2 separate regions of the Neogale vison genome follow, and region 2 is linked to region 1. A link is a contact called in public Hi-C data. All regions are on one chromosome and are shown on one strand. Each heading gives the region's core, a stretch centred on a gene start, on an enhancer-like site or on the middle of the called end of the contact. The rest is flanking DNA. Distances are from core to core; before and after follow the strand shown.

Region 1 (6,802 bases), core at 3,942-6,441:
TTGGAAGAGGAGACCCAGTTTAATTTACAGACTCTCAGTTCACTATCAAGGGATTAGGGAGAGACTTTTGCCAATAACCAACCTGATAATGGCTATGTTGTAAGAAGTGTTTTCTCACCCAGGATAGTAGTGGTATTTACATTAAGAGAGGAAAAAGTTAATAATAGTTTTGGGGTTTAAACAGAAGTAAATGGCAAAAGAAAAGCTCCACCTATTACCATATATGCTCAGTGGAGAAAAATTGGAAGGTTTTGAGAACTCGGAATGTTAACTCCCATTGTGTGTTAATGATCTTTGACAATGATGGAATAGATCTAAAAACATGCTTTTTGCTGAAATAACAATGTGTAGAAAAAATATAAGCCTTTTCCTGCGAAATTGACAGGACTCTCCACAAACTCTGAACCTCTGTGGACTGCTCTATGATGCTGAATGCCAAGAATATAGCTGGCATTTGGGCTGATCCACATATTGATAATTTGTCTTAAAAAGTTTGTCCTTTCCAAGATTGCATATGATGAGTGTGTAATGAAAGAGGGACTTAGTCAAATCAAACAACCTGTTTTTAAGTGCAGCTTTTATTTTGTGACTTCTGCTTAAAGTGATTATTTAATGCCCGCACCTGGCTTTAATCCTGCTATAATCCAGCATCATCCCAATTTTCTGGTAATCAGGATTATTTCCTCATTGTTTCAGATATACAAAGACTTATTCTTGTGTCTTTGAATGTTTGCTTATGTCATTTAACTTCCGGTAGTATTCACTTTCTTAAAATTCTGCTTGGTGTTTTGTCCTCTGTTTACAACAATAGATACTATAAAAATGGCCTTACTGTATATGTATACACACACACACACATATACTAACTTACCATGTACTATATTTGCCATATGCTTAATACACACACACATACACACACACACCATAATCCCCATAATGGTGGACTATACAGCTGTGAAAAGGAACAAGGAGGATCTCAGTACACACCAATGGAATGATCTCCAAGATGTACTATTCTTCTTCTTCTTTTTTTTAAGATTGTATTTATTTATTTGACAGACAGAGATCACAGGTAGGCAGAGAGGCAGACAGAGAGAGAGGAAGGGAAGCAGGCTCCCCACTGAGCAGATAGCCTGATGCGGGGCTCGATCCAGGACCCTGGGATCATGACCCAATCAGAAGGCAGAGGCTTTAACCCACTGAGCAACCCAGCTGCCCCGATGTGCTATTCTGAAACAAAACAAAAAACAAACCAAGGTGTAGAACAGTATTTGAAATAGGAAAGATATATGTTTTCTAGAGAGAGAGAGAGAGAGAGAGAGAGAGTGTGTGTCTCTCTAGAGAGAGAGAGAGTGTGTGTGTGTGTGTATACACACACACACACATATATATGTATATTTATATATGGTGACAAAGTCCACTATAATGCTTAAGGTGCCCTTTATGTGGATCTATGAGGAGGAAATTTCGCTTTGGATCTATGAGGAGGAAATTTCGCTTCGGAAAATTACTACTTGTAACTAATCATGTTTCCTTAGTTGCTTTAACCACTAGAAAACTCAGAATCACATATTCAACTTTTCTTTAGTACTGAATAGATTCTTATTTGTATAACTTTTCAACTGACTTCATGTTATTTTTCCGGCATTGGGGGGATGAGGGTGGTCCTCTATCTTTTAAAATTATTTACTCTCCAAAATATAAAATTAAAAACAGTAAAATCATTTACTCATGTATTGCTTTTCAAAAAAACAACACATATTAATCTGACATTTTCCATGAGTCAGGAGTCTGGGTACCATGTAGCTAGAGCGTCTGCTCAGACTTGATATCAAGGTGTGGGCTTGGGCCGCAGTACTCAGCTAGGGCTTGGGGTTCTTCCAGCTCACTGATTGTTGGCAGAATTCACTTCGTTGCACCTGTGGGACTGAGGTCCTTTTATTCTACCGGTTCTTAACTGTGGATTGCTCTCAGGCTCTAGAAGCTCTCCCTCCCCACCAGTAGTTCTCAGTGTGGCTATTTGCCTTCTCTCTGAGGCCAGCAGCAAGGCCTCTCATGCCCTGAATCCCCCTCACATTTCAGATGTTTTGGATTTTCTTCTGCTATCAGCAGGAAAAAAAATGCTGTGCTTTTAATTGTTTCACCTGATGAGATTAGGCTCACCTGGATAATTTATGTATTTAAAGGCTAATTGAATTGGGATTCAATTACATTTTCAAATTCCTTTCTCAGTGGTTCCTAGATTAGTCGGTGGGGGGGGAACCTTAGGAGAGATCAGTCAATCACAATTACCATAATGGTGGACTATGCAGCTGTGAAAAGGAACTAGGAGGATCTCATACACAACTCTGGAATAATCACCAAGATATACCATTGTTCCACAAAAAACCCCAACAAACCCCAAACCCAAGGTATGGAACAATATTTATAGTGTATAACCTTTTGTTAAGAAAGAGAGTGAAATAGGAAAGATATATGCATTTTCTAATATTTTTGAAAATAAAGAATGGGAGGATACATAAAAAGTTAACCAAAAAATGTCAGTTTACAGGGGTGCCTTGGTGTCTCAGTTGGGCTTAGTTGGTTAAGCATCTGCCTTTGGCTCAAATCATGATCTCAGGGTCCTAGGATTGAGCCCCACATTAGGCTCCCTGCTCAGCTAAGAGTCTGCTTCTCCCTCTTCCTCTGCCTCTCCAACCCACCCCCCATGTGCTCTCCCTCTCCCAGATGAATAAATAAAATCTTCTACAAAAATATCAGTTTATAGGGGTAGGAAGGAAACAGGGACAAGGATGAAAGTTAGACTTCTCTAAAGTACCTGTTTTGTGGTTTACACTTAAGACCCATGTAAATGTTTTATATAATTAAAAGACAAAGTTATATAAAAATGATAAAAAAACAATTTCTAAAAATCGTAAACAACTTGGTATCAGGTGTTTGGTATAACTCTTCAGAGAAGAACTGTTTAAAGAGCTCTTAAATCACAGTATTTTGACAATATTGCTGTATACTTTAGGGACGAACTCCATTAAGAAATCTTAAATTGCATTCAGTTTTCTTGTTGTCAGTGTTAATATTTGTATTGCTGAGGTTTTTTTGAAATTGCAGTAAAATACACACAACATATCTTAACCATTTTAACTGTACAGCTCACTACTATTAAGCACAGCTGTATTGTGCAACCATCACCACCATTCCCCTCAGGGACTTTTCATTTTACAAAACTGAAACATTTTACCCTTTAAATAATAATTCTCAGACTCAGCTCCCCCAGCTTCTGGCAGTCACCATTTGGCTTTCTGTGAAATTTTAAGTGAAATTATACAGTATTTGTTTTTTGTAGCTCATTTCATTTAGCATAACATCCTCAAGTTTCATCTATGTTATAGCATATTGCAGAATTTCTTTCCTTATTGAGGCTGAATAATATTGCATTATGTGTGAGTAACACATCTTGCTTATCTACCATCTGTTGAAGGTCCTTTGGGTTGCTTCACCTTTTAGCTATTGTTAATAACGCTGCTATGAACCTGGGTATACAAATATCACTTGATATCTTGCTTCTACCTTCAGCCTTTTGAGTATATGCCCTGAAATGGAATTATTGTATTATACAGTCATTCTATTTTTAATTTTTTTGAGGAAACACCATTCTGTTTTGTGAAGCTACTGTCCCATTTTACATTCCCACCAACAGTGCAGAAGGGTGCCAATTTTTCCATGTTCTCATGGATACTTGTTATTGTCTTTCTTTTTGTTGTTGTTTTTGATAGGACCCATCCTAAAGAGCGTGAGGTTTTACTGTGTATCTTTGCCAGCCATTTCAAATCCCTTCTGGATCTAGGTGAAATAAAAATAATATTTAAAAAATAATAGCCAATTTTCTTACATTTCCTTTTCCCTCCCTCCCCCTTTCTTTCTTTGCTCTTTTCCATTTATTCGAAACTGCAGTCAGTCCTCCAATCCAGCTTTTCCATGCACTCCTGTATTTGTTTTGTGGACCTCCCTCTCTTATTTCTGAGCTCTTGTGTTAATATCATTTTTCACTTTAGGGTTTCCAACTATTTGCTAGTGTTTGTGTGTGTTGGTCCTGTTGTCCCAGGTTGTGTATTTTTTATTAGCAAGACCCATGAAACTTGTACTTTTTTGAATCCTCTAATGCAATGATACTCTATCAAGAAATGCTTCCATTTGGGGCACCTGGATAGCTCAGTGGGTTGAGCCTCTTCCTTCTACTCAGGTCATGATCTCAGGGTCCTGGTATTGGGTTCCGCATCAAGCTCTCTACTCCGCGGGGAGCCTGCTTCCCCGCCTCTCTTTGCCTGCCTTTCTGCCTACTTGTGATCTCTGTCTATCAAAGTGAATAAAAAAATCTTAAGAAAAAAAAAAAAAGAAATGCTTCCTTTTAATAGTATCCTTGTTAACAAATGCTCAAGTTTTAGCTTAGTAACTCTCAACACTCAGCACGTCCTCTTTAGAATTGTAGGAACCTGTTTTTGTTTGCAGCAGACATGCTTTTTTCATCGGTCTGCAAGACTATTCAGTCACTTAGCGTTTCTTGAGTTCCTGCTATATATGTTCTTGATAGGCATCTGCCTTTGCAACACCCTTTGAGATGAATGGTAATATTCAGGTGGGGTGAGATCTATTTCCGTTGCAACTTGGATTAGGTACAGGTAGGATAGGTTTTGCGTGAGTGTGATACTTGGGGGTCACTTCTTCAATAGGCAGAGCATTTAGTCTCTAAGCCAAAAACAATTCCTGAATGAAAAGCAGACAGTGGAACCCTGAATAATGTATATCCTGGGTTTTAAGTAACATAATCAATTTATCTGGGTTGACGGGACTGTTACGATTTTAAAACGTTAAGTCCAGCGTTTTAACCCCATTAGTACCAGGCAAACTGGAATGGTAGTTCATCTGAACTCTAATTCTGACTCTCATGTCCCAACGGGTATGGAGGTCAGCCGGACTCCCCTTCACTGCCTTGAGTACATTTCCCACTGAGCAGTGAACCCATGCCTCTTCCGCTCCTTCGTGAAGACTACAAGTCCCAGCATGCAGCGCAGCCCTTCACGGCCTGTCCCAGGCCCCCTGGGCTCTTCCACGCTTGCGTCCCCCATAGGGCTCTGGGACTGGTAGCCTGTGCGCGCTGACGTCGATGCGTATGCGGCGTACTCTCCGCGCCTCTTGCCCCGCCTACTGGGTTGGCGAAGTCCCGCGGCGGGAGGTGTAAAGCGGTGTTAACTTTTATTTTTCTTTGGCGGCAGTTTGGTCTTTTAATAAGCATCTGTGGTTTAAAAGCCAGGAGAATCTGGAAAGGGGCCGTCACTCCTAGCCCTCTTTTCCTCCGAGTTTGCGACTCTGTGGGCCAAGATGGACAAAGTTTGTGCTGTCTTCGGAGGCTCTAGAGGCATTGGGAGGGCAGTGGCCCAGTTAATGGCCCAAAAAGGCTACCGACTGGCCGTCATCGCCAGAAATCTGGAAATGGCTAAAGCCGCCGCCGGTGAGCTCGGCGGTAGGTACCGAAATGGAGTTGCCCAGGTTGTGTGGCTGCAGTCCGAGAGCCTAAAGTTCTCTCGTTTGTAAAACGAGAGGGTCTGGCGTTTACGGCTCTGCGGGTTAGCAGTTTAGTTGCCCACGTCTAGGAGCACCCCGTCTTGAGTGTGGACACCTGTTTGGGTAGAGAACCCTCAACACCCGGTTTCCCGCAGTGTCTCCTCCCACACCGCCTGTCGCCAGGGGCTGAACACTTGGGGTTTTCTTTGAGACTTAGCTGTCCTTTGAGGCCCTACTAATTAAGCACCCACCCCCTGAGGCTAGGGCTAACCGTGCTGCGTTGTTTTGTTTTGGTGTCTGGAAGGAGGGAGACTCACAACAGTTAATTTTTTATGGAGGGTAAAGGGTACCTTCGTGCCACGAAGTCCCGGGCGCCGCCGGGAGACAGGGCTGGGCGGAAAGTAGTTGAGGCAGGAAGGCTAGGCATGACAAGCCTGAAAGCCTCGCTGTAGTTTTTGCAGCGCTGTAGTCTTGCTGCGGGCTGTGGTTTTGTTTTGTTCGGTTCGGTTTTGTTTTGTTTTGTTTTTCTTTTAGGCTGCGGGCTGTATTTTATAGACAAACTCTTGAGTACTAGCCGGTTTTGAGATACACTTTTTTTTTGGCTCTCCTGCATCCATAGCCACTTAATAGGTTATTACATTGTTTTGGTGGCTTTTACAAATGGAAAATTGATTCAGATTCCTTTTTATTGCATTTAAAATCCAATCTTTTCGTTTATTAGTAATGGATTAGTAATTGTTTTGCATTATTTTGCAACTATAAGGGAGAATTAGGATGAAGGAAAGATGCCAGGATGCTGCAGTTTAGTAGGAGGCACGAATGCACTTCGTTCACTATCTGGGAGGCACTGGGAAGAGGCCTGGGGATGAATCTGGAGGCTGTTACTTTAACGTTACAATTGGTTACTATTGGTTTACTCTAATTTTGCACTTGGGCTGGGAAAATATTAGATTCTTTTTAGAGAGGGGGATTAGATTCTTTTTAGAGAGGGGGAAAACCCCGCAAGTTACAGAACAGGGAGGATTTCCGTGAATGCTTCTTGCTACTCATATTTACTGTGTCACAAAGGAGTGAGAAAGTGATTTTCCTGATGGTGTCATCCCAAGCCATTAGTGTTTGCTGGAATATATTAAAACTGTTGGTTGAGCTTCCAAGGGTTATTGTGAACCCAACAAGTTTTCAATGAAAGCCAACAGTGGGTCACAGAGGATGCCTTTGGGCATTTTACTTCTTTGAATTTGTG
Region 2 (6,567 bases), core at 1,792-4,291, 290 kb before region 1:
TTTTCCAACGTCGCAGCAGCTGGGCGCCAGATAAGTTTTGAAGGAAAATGATGATCAGATACATGTATGTATATGCATGTATAAGCATGACCCCAAAGCTTACAAAAGAGGGCTCTGGTCTGGGAATTTAAAAGCCTGATTTGTGTCGTAACATTATTACTAAAAGCAATAAATGCTTTACACCTCATTTTTTCCCATCTGCAAATGAGGATGATTATATCTATCTTTACTGCTTCAGAGGGATGCCTAGAAGATAAATGAGATAACTCTTATGAAAGTACTTTGAAGTCTTGGGAGGACCAGAATTGTATTAAGCCAAGCTATCATTACTGTGTACAGGGTGTGTTTATATTTTTCTTGTATCTACTCAGTCATAGGGGACATAAGTATATCAAACTTACATTCTTTATGTTCAATTCCCAGAAGTGATAAGATGACCATGCTTCTCTTTCCCCAACTGTTCCTTCCCCTACAGTATTTTCTTGAGAGGATTTTGCAAGTATTAGTGTTTTCTCAAACTTTTCAAAGACCGTGGAAAGGATTTTACCCAGTATAACTCTGCCAGGGTAATTTTTGGCAGATAATGATAATGAGATCTTTCTTTAATAGAGAGGTGCAGATTACAAAGAACCAGCACATTATTTCATTGACTCTTCCAAGAACACTCTAAGAAAGGTATTATTTTTTCATCATTTAACAGAAGAAAGATGGCTCAATTTAATTTTAATTTGCCTAAAACTTGCTTTTACAGCTAGAGTAATTAAGGCTAATAGAAGAGTTGTGTTCTACAAAACATAGTGAACTAGCACCAGGGACGTTCAAAGAACGGCAGCCATGTGCCAGCTACTATTCATGGGATGTGTAGGGGGGCTCCCTTGTTCACTTCAGTCTTGGACACACTGTCTTCAGTTCTTTGGTAATGGGTGTGACTTACTGATTTTCTGGCCTAGTTTCATGAGCTGCACCATTCCACCCATGACCTTATATATTATTCTCCGTAAAAACAAACAAACAAAAAACCAAAATAAGAACAAAAAAATTGTCCCTTGCTCTCCAGAGTAATTACATGATTAACAGTGTCCTCTTTCCCCTAGGAGCAGATATAGTACCCTTAGTTTTGCCTGAGGCATTTCGTAAGAAAGGGTACTTGGAATCCAGAGATCTGAGGTTGAGTCTTGGTTCAGCACAACTGACTGCGTGACCTGGGGATGAAATGAACCTCTTTGAACTTCGGTTTTAAGAACTATACACTGCATATACTCATATTTATCTGTTTACTTACTATAATCTTCCAGTCAGCCCCACTTTGATCTGCACAGGTCCAGCTGAGAAGTATACAGGCTAAGTAGTCACTTTCAGAGTACCTTATTTTTAGATTATTGGATGAAAAATTCTCCATGCTGTTCATTCCTTCCCTTGCTTTCTCAGCCCGAATGCACATGTATTTGCTCGCTTCTAATGGAGGGGGAAGCGGCTGTTATTTCTGGTATGATTCTCAGCATATTAATCTATTCAGAACAAAGCTAAGGAGGCATAAGGTCTGAGACTACAGTAAGGATTGAATTAATGGATGCAGAATGTTTAGCACATACAATGAATGATAATTATTAACTGTTAACTTTTTTTTTCTCTTTCTTAGGTGATCTCATTGTTCTCGAATAGTTCCAGCAGCGGCCTGGGTGGAGACTAGAAAATAATCTGGCTCCCCTTCAGAATGTCACCCTGCTCGCTGGCTAGGCAGGGATTTCTTGCATAATATCTTTAAGTCCTCTTATTTTCAGTTTCTGCACACCTTTGAGGAAGGGTATTTGGGATACCTTTTTTGTAAGTTGATGGGGAATGCAAATAAAACCAAGGCAACGTTGAGATAACGACAAAATTTTAATTTGTTTCCCCCTCTGAATCGAGTCTGAAAAACAAATCTGAAAACCTGTGGACATGTTTTTCAAAACTACATTTCAGAGTTTACAGGTGTGCGCCTGCGGCAACCGAAACAAAGATTACAGTGACGGTTATGGCTGCCTCCCAGGCTCAGATAAAAGAGGCGCCTCTCAGCTAGCTCCCCGGTGCCAGCTCACCTGGGGTCAGACTTTGAGTTTTCCCCATTTAGGGCGGGTACAACAGTAAATCCCCGCAACTGTTTTCCTCGTCTCTGTCCCCTCCCATTTTGAGTTTCTGGGTCAGCAATCCTCCCAGCGGGCTCGGGTTTGTGCCCCGGGGAGGCAGCGTGATGCCTGGACGCCGGAGGCCCGGGGAGCAGTGTCAGCCGGCGGCGGCCAGAGCACGGGCCGGTGGACAGCTGCCCTGGGACTGTTTCCCCGCTGATCCACCGGGCCTCTCTCGGACCTCGGGGTAACAACACTTAACTCTCGCTCTACCAAGTGTCTCCGCAGGCCTGGGCGTACAGATGCAAGGGAAAGTGGGATCCGTTCCCGCCAGGGCTGCTCCCGCCCTTTCCCCGGCCCCCGCCTCTCCCGCGCCGCAGCTGGTCCCGCCCCGAGTCGTCCGTCCCGGGCCGCCGGGCACCACTGGGCCTGAGTAGGACGCGGCCGGCCCCCGCCCCATGGCGCCGTCCTTCCTCACTCCGCCGCCTCTCCCAACCCTTTCCCCTTCCCATTGCTTCATTTTTCAGGCGCGTTTCCCTCAGGGAGAGGCGTGTGCCCCCAAACCAACTACCTCCGTCGCTCCTGGGGACCCCGCTTCCGGGACTCTCAGCTCTCCAGCGCCCCCTCAGGCCCCCGCCCCCACTCGCCCTCGGCGGGGGAGGCGGCGGGAACCGCGCGCAGGTACCTCAGCGCCAGGAGGAAGGCGCGCCGGGTCCGCAGTTCCCGGAGGTGCCGCGCCCGCTCCGGGGGGAGGCGCTGTGGTGCGGGGCCGCCCCCTCGCGCCCCGGGCGCCCGCAGTGGCTCCGCGTCCTCCTCCTCCTCCTCCTCCTCCTCCTCCTCTTCTTCTTCCTCCGCCCTGCTCGGCTGGGAAAGTGGGAGGAGGCGGCGGCGGAGTGTGTGTGTGCACCCGCGAGGGGGGCAGCAGAGAGGAGTCTCCGGGTGCCGCCGCGGCGTCAGAGACGCTGCGAGAGGCGGGCGCTGCGGGGCCGCATCTGCATCGGGCTCCGCCGCCGCTGCGGGGCCGCGAACAAAGAGGAGGAGCCGAGGCGCGAGGTAGGGCGAGGGGCCGTGCGGGGAGCCGACGCGTGCAGACGCCCGCGGCCATGGAGGAGGTGGTCGGGGCGCCCGCTCCCCTCCGCGCTAGTCGGTCCCTCAAGTCCCTCCGCCCTCGGGTCCCCGTGGGCCCGGAGCCGGGACGGTGCGGGCTGCCGACTCCCGGCAGGAAGCTGCCCCGGCTCGGTGCCGCGGTCTCCCCGGGCGCAACCCGACACTCCCTTCTCTCCCGTGGTTCGCTCTCTCTGGGGACTCCCGCCTCATCTCTGCGGCGTCATAGATGTTTCCCGAAAGGTGGCACTCTGTGGGGCTGACTTTCGCAACTTAAGGCTGCGGATTTATTTTTAAGTCCTTGAGAACTTCCAGCAGTCGTTTTGGGGGGGATTTATGTGCCCGGCCTGACCCCAAGGGTGGTGGAGAGGAGTGCTGGTGAATGAGATCCCGGTGGCGGCAGTGGCCAGGCTGCAGCGCCCGCCCGGGACCTTCCCTGTCCCTGGTCGCCAACACCTGGCTCCGGGGTGTGTCTGCGGCGAGTTGCCGCCGCGCCTCCCTGCGGGTCTGGGAGTACCTATGCTTGGCAGCGTGGGAGAGGGGCGCAGCCCTGGGGCTCGCCGCTTCCCGGCTCTGTCCAGAACAGCTGTTAATGCTTCCATCACAGTCTTCTTACCCTTTTTCTCTTAGGTATTCCCCTTTACATTTATTTTGGTGGTAGGGGAGAGCGGCGCAGTCACGGCTTTAAATGCTTTTTCCTGAATAGGCCCATTTTCATATTATGCTCACAGTTTTCATTCCAGCATTCCATTGTCAAATTCTTTTGGTGATAATTTTGCCAGATTTTCTGAATGGGATTAGGACAGGCCGTTCAGAAATCCGTTTCAGAGTTTTGTCAACCACTGCCGTGAAGGGTGCTTTTATATTTCAGCTGCTTTCAAACAGATCTTTAGTTGTGTCCTTTGGATTTGTCAACCTTCCGCTCATTTTGGTTGGGCAAGATTAAACAGTTCTATTTTTAAGGGCAGCGAAGAAACATATGTATTTAATATTGGGATCATTTACCGCAAGTGATCACATGAGGCATGGTTTCTTAAACACTAAAGTAGCTTAAAGATTGGGAAGTTTGTTGAGTTTAAAAGTAATTTCAGGTAGAGGAAACTTTCGGTTGCTTCAGTTCAGCCTCTCATATGAGTTGAGGACTTGATTAAGGCAGCCAATATCACTTTGAGGGCTGAAGAAATAATGTTCTTTATTGCATTTCATAAATCCCATTTTATTGCAGGAATTCTGTATAGTACTTGATAGGTATTTCTGCACAGTGAACTCCTAGATATCTTTAGGGAATAATTTTGAATTGTTTAAAAAGCCCATTTTGATTTTAATTGTTGACTTTGGAGTTCAGGAACCACATTCCAAAGCAAAGCTGCGCTATTCAGAGGAAGCACTCTTGTGTACTTTTTGGTTCTTGGCTCCTCTGTGAACCTTTTCCCCCAAATAACAGTACTAATTTTCTGTCTTCTCTCCTCCCCCTCCCCCATTACTCCAGAGCAAAGTCTGAAATGGATGTTACATGAATCACTTTAAGGGATGCACACAACTATGAACATTTCTGAAGCTTTTTTTTCAGTAAACTAGATAAAGATGGATGAATCTTCCTTGTTGGATCTTCTGGAGTGTCCTGTGTGTCTAGAGCGGCTTGACGCTTCGGCAAAGGTCTTGCCTTGCCAGCATACGTTTTGCAAACGATGTTTGCTGGGGATTGTAGGTTCCCGAAATGAACTCCGGTGTCCCGAGTGCAGGACTCTTGTTGGCTCGGGTGTTGAGGAGCTTCCAAGTAACATCCTGCTGGTCAGACTTCTGGATGGCATCAAGCAGAGGCCTTGGAAACCTGGCCCTGGTGGGGGCAGTGGAACGAACTGCACAAATGCATTAAGGGCTCAGAGTAGCACTGTGGCTAACTGTAGCTCAAAAGATTTGCAGAGCTCCCAGGGTGGACAGCAGCCACGGGTGCAAGCCTGGAGCCCCCCGGTGAGGGTGAGTAGCCTGCAGAAGCAGTTTGGTGAATGAAGGTGGTGACAACTCCATTTTTTTCTCTATGCTTTTGCTTGATACTTTCTAAATCAGTTCATTGCTGAAGAAGCTACACTTACTGGAACAGACAGGAAATTATGCCTCAGGATTTTTTTTTTCTATTGGAATGTGAGTGGATATAAATAACAAATTTGTGTTTTTAAAAATTCTCTCCAGATAGTCTCTATTACCATTTAAGATAAATTTTGGGGAAGAGGTAGCAATTATTCACTGAAATCTAAAACAAAGCAGCTTTTTGGTGCCCATTTTAAAATGGAAATTTGGCATGATTTTCCCCTTTTTCATGGAGTTGGGAGAACCATAGTTATGTATATATGTACATATATGATACAAGTTACACATATGTATGTGGGTGAATCATAAGCTGGAAATTAAACCTTAATTTTTATGTTACATTGAGCTATTCTAGCCATTCTCTTGGTTTTATGAATGCACAGCACAGAATTTACTGGTTGGAGGAATTCTTAACAAATCATGGCCACAGGTAGCTGAGTTTCGTTGCTGTAGCAACGAAATGTCTTTTAGGACTACGTGTAACAGAAAACCTAGCTTTATGTTGGGTTTTGTAGGGAGTGAAATGAAATGTTTCCAACAAAATGATTTTTCTGGGGTTTTGGGTTTGGGCTGAAATAATTTTAAATGAACCTAAATATTTGGACAGTTACCTTATTTTAAATTCCTAGAAGGTAAGTTATTTTGAATAGATCTATATTATATTGTGGGTGATGGTATTCTAGTAAAACACATTCTCATTTTTGTAAAAATAAGAAGTAGTCATGAGCATCAGATAATTAAAACAATTTCATTTTTGTTGGAAGAAACAAATTTGATAATTGGCCAAACTGACAAAATATAGTTTTGAAGAACAGTTAATTTGCATAAGAATTTTTTTTCAAATATTCATGGGAGAACACTCATAACTGACTTTTTTCATTTAGTGTTACAATAGCCATTGGGATAGGCATTATATAGTATAAATTCACAGATGTGAATATCAGAAGCTATACCATTCCCTCACTTCCTTCTGGAGTTCATCCTTTAAAATGATAGAAAGTATTTATATCACTAGATGTAAAATAGGAAAGAGTTTTATTACTAGGAAACAATTCCTTAGTAGGATATCAGGCTTCTTTTGATTTGTATTCTTTTTTTTTTTTTTAAAGATAGTGAGAACTTTGGGCTAGGGTAGTTTTCTTTGCATATTTGAAGCCCATGTATTGTGAAGTTGGTCTGCTTATAGCACTTCCCTAGGATTTCCTTTATTTTATGGAGTTTACTGGTGCATTGACTATTTATAGAATCATTAATATTTTAACCTCACAAC

Evidence for each region. Hi-C and Micro-C count contacts between places; a contact is called where the count stands out from the background.
Region 2: a Hi-C map of muscle shows a contact between it and region 1, with 3 times the contacts expected there. The contact joins the promoter of SH3RF1 here to the promoter of CBR4 in region 1. A contact is called at or near these places in 2 of 3 Hi-C or Micro-C datasets (fibroblasts and muscle).

Annotation. Positions count from the first base shown.
Region 1 is chr11:139,094,867-139,101,668 of ASM_NN_V1, reverse strand. CBR4 (3-oxoacyl-[acyl-carrier-protein] reductase) reads left to right here and starts at 5,191. Exons shown (of 5, transcript XM_044224824.1): 1 at 5,191-5,506. The coding sequence starts at 5,377.
Region 2 is chr11:139,386,443-139,393,009 of ASM_NN_V1, reverse strand. SH3RF1 (E3 ubiquitin-protein ligase SH3RF1) reads left to right here and starts at 3,041. Exons shown (of 12, transcript XM_044224825.1): 1 at 3,041-3,158; 2 at 4,699-5,186. The coding sequence starts at 4,794.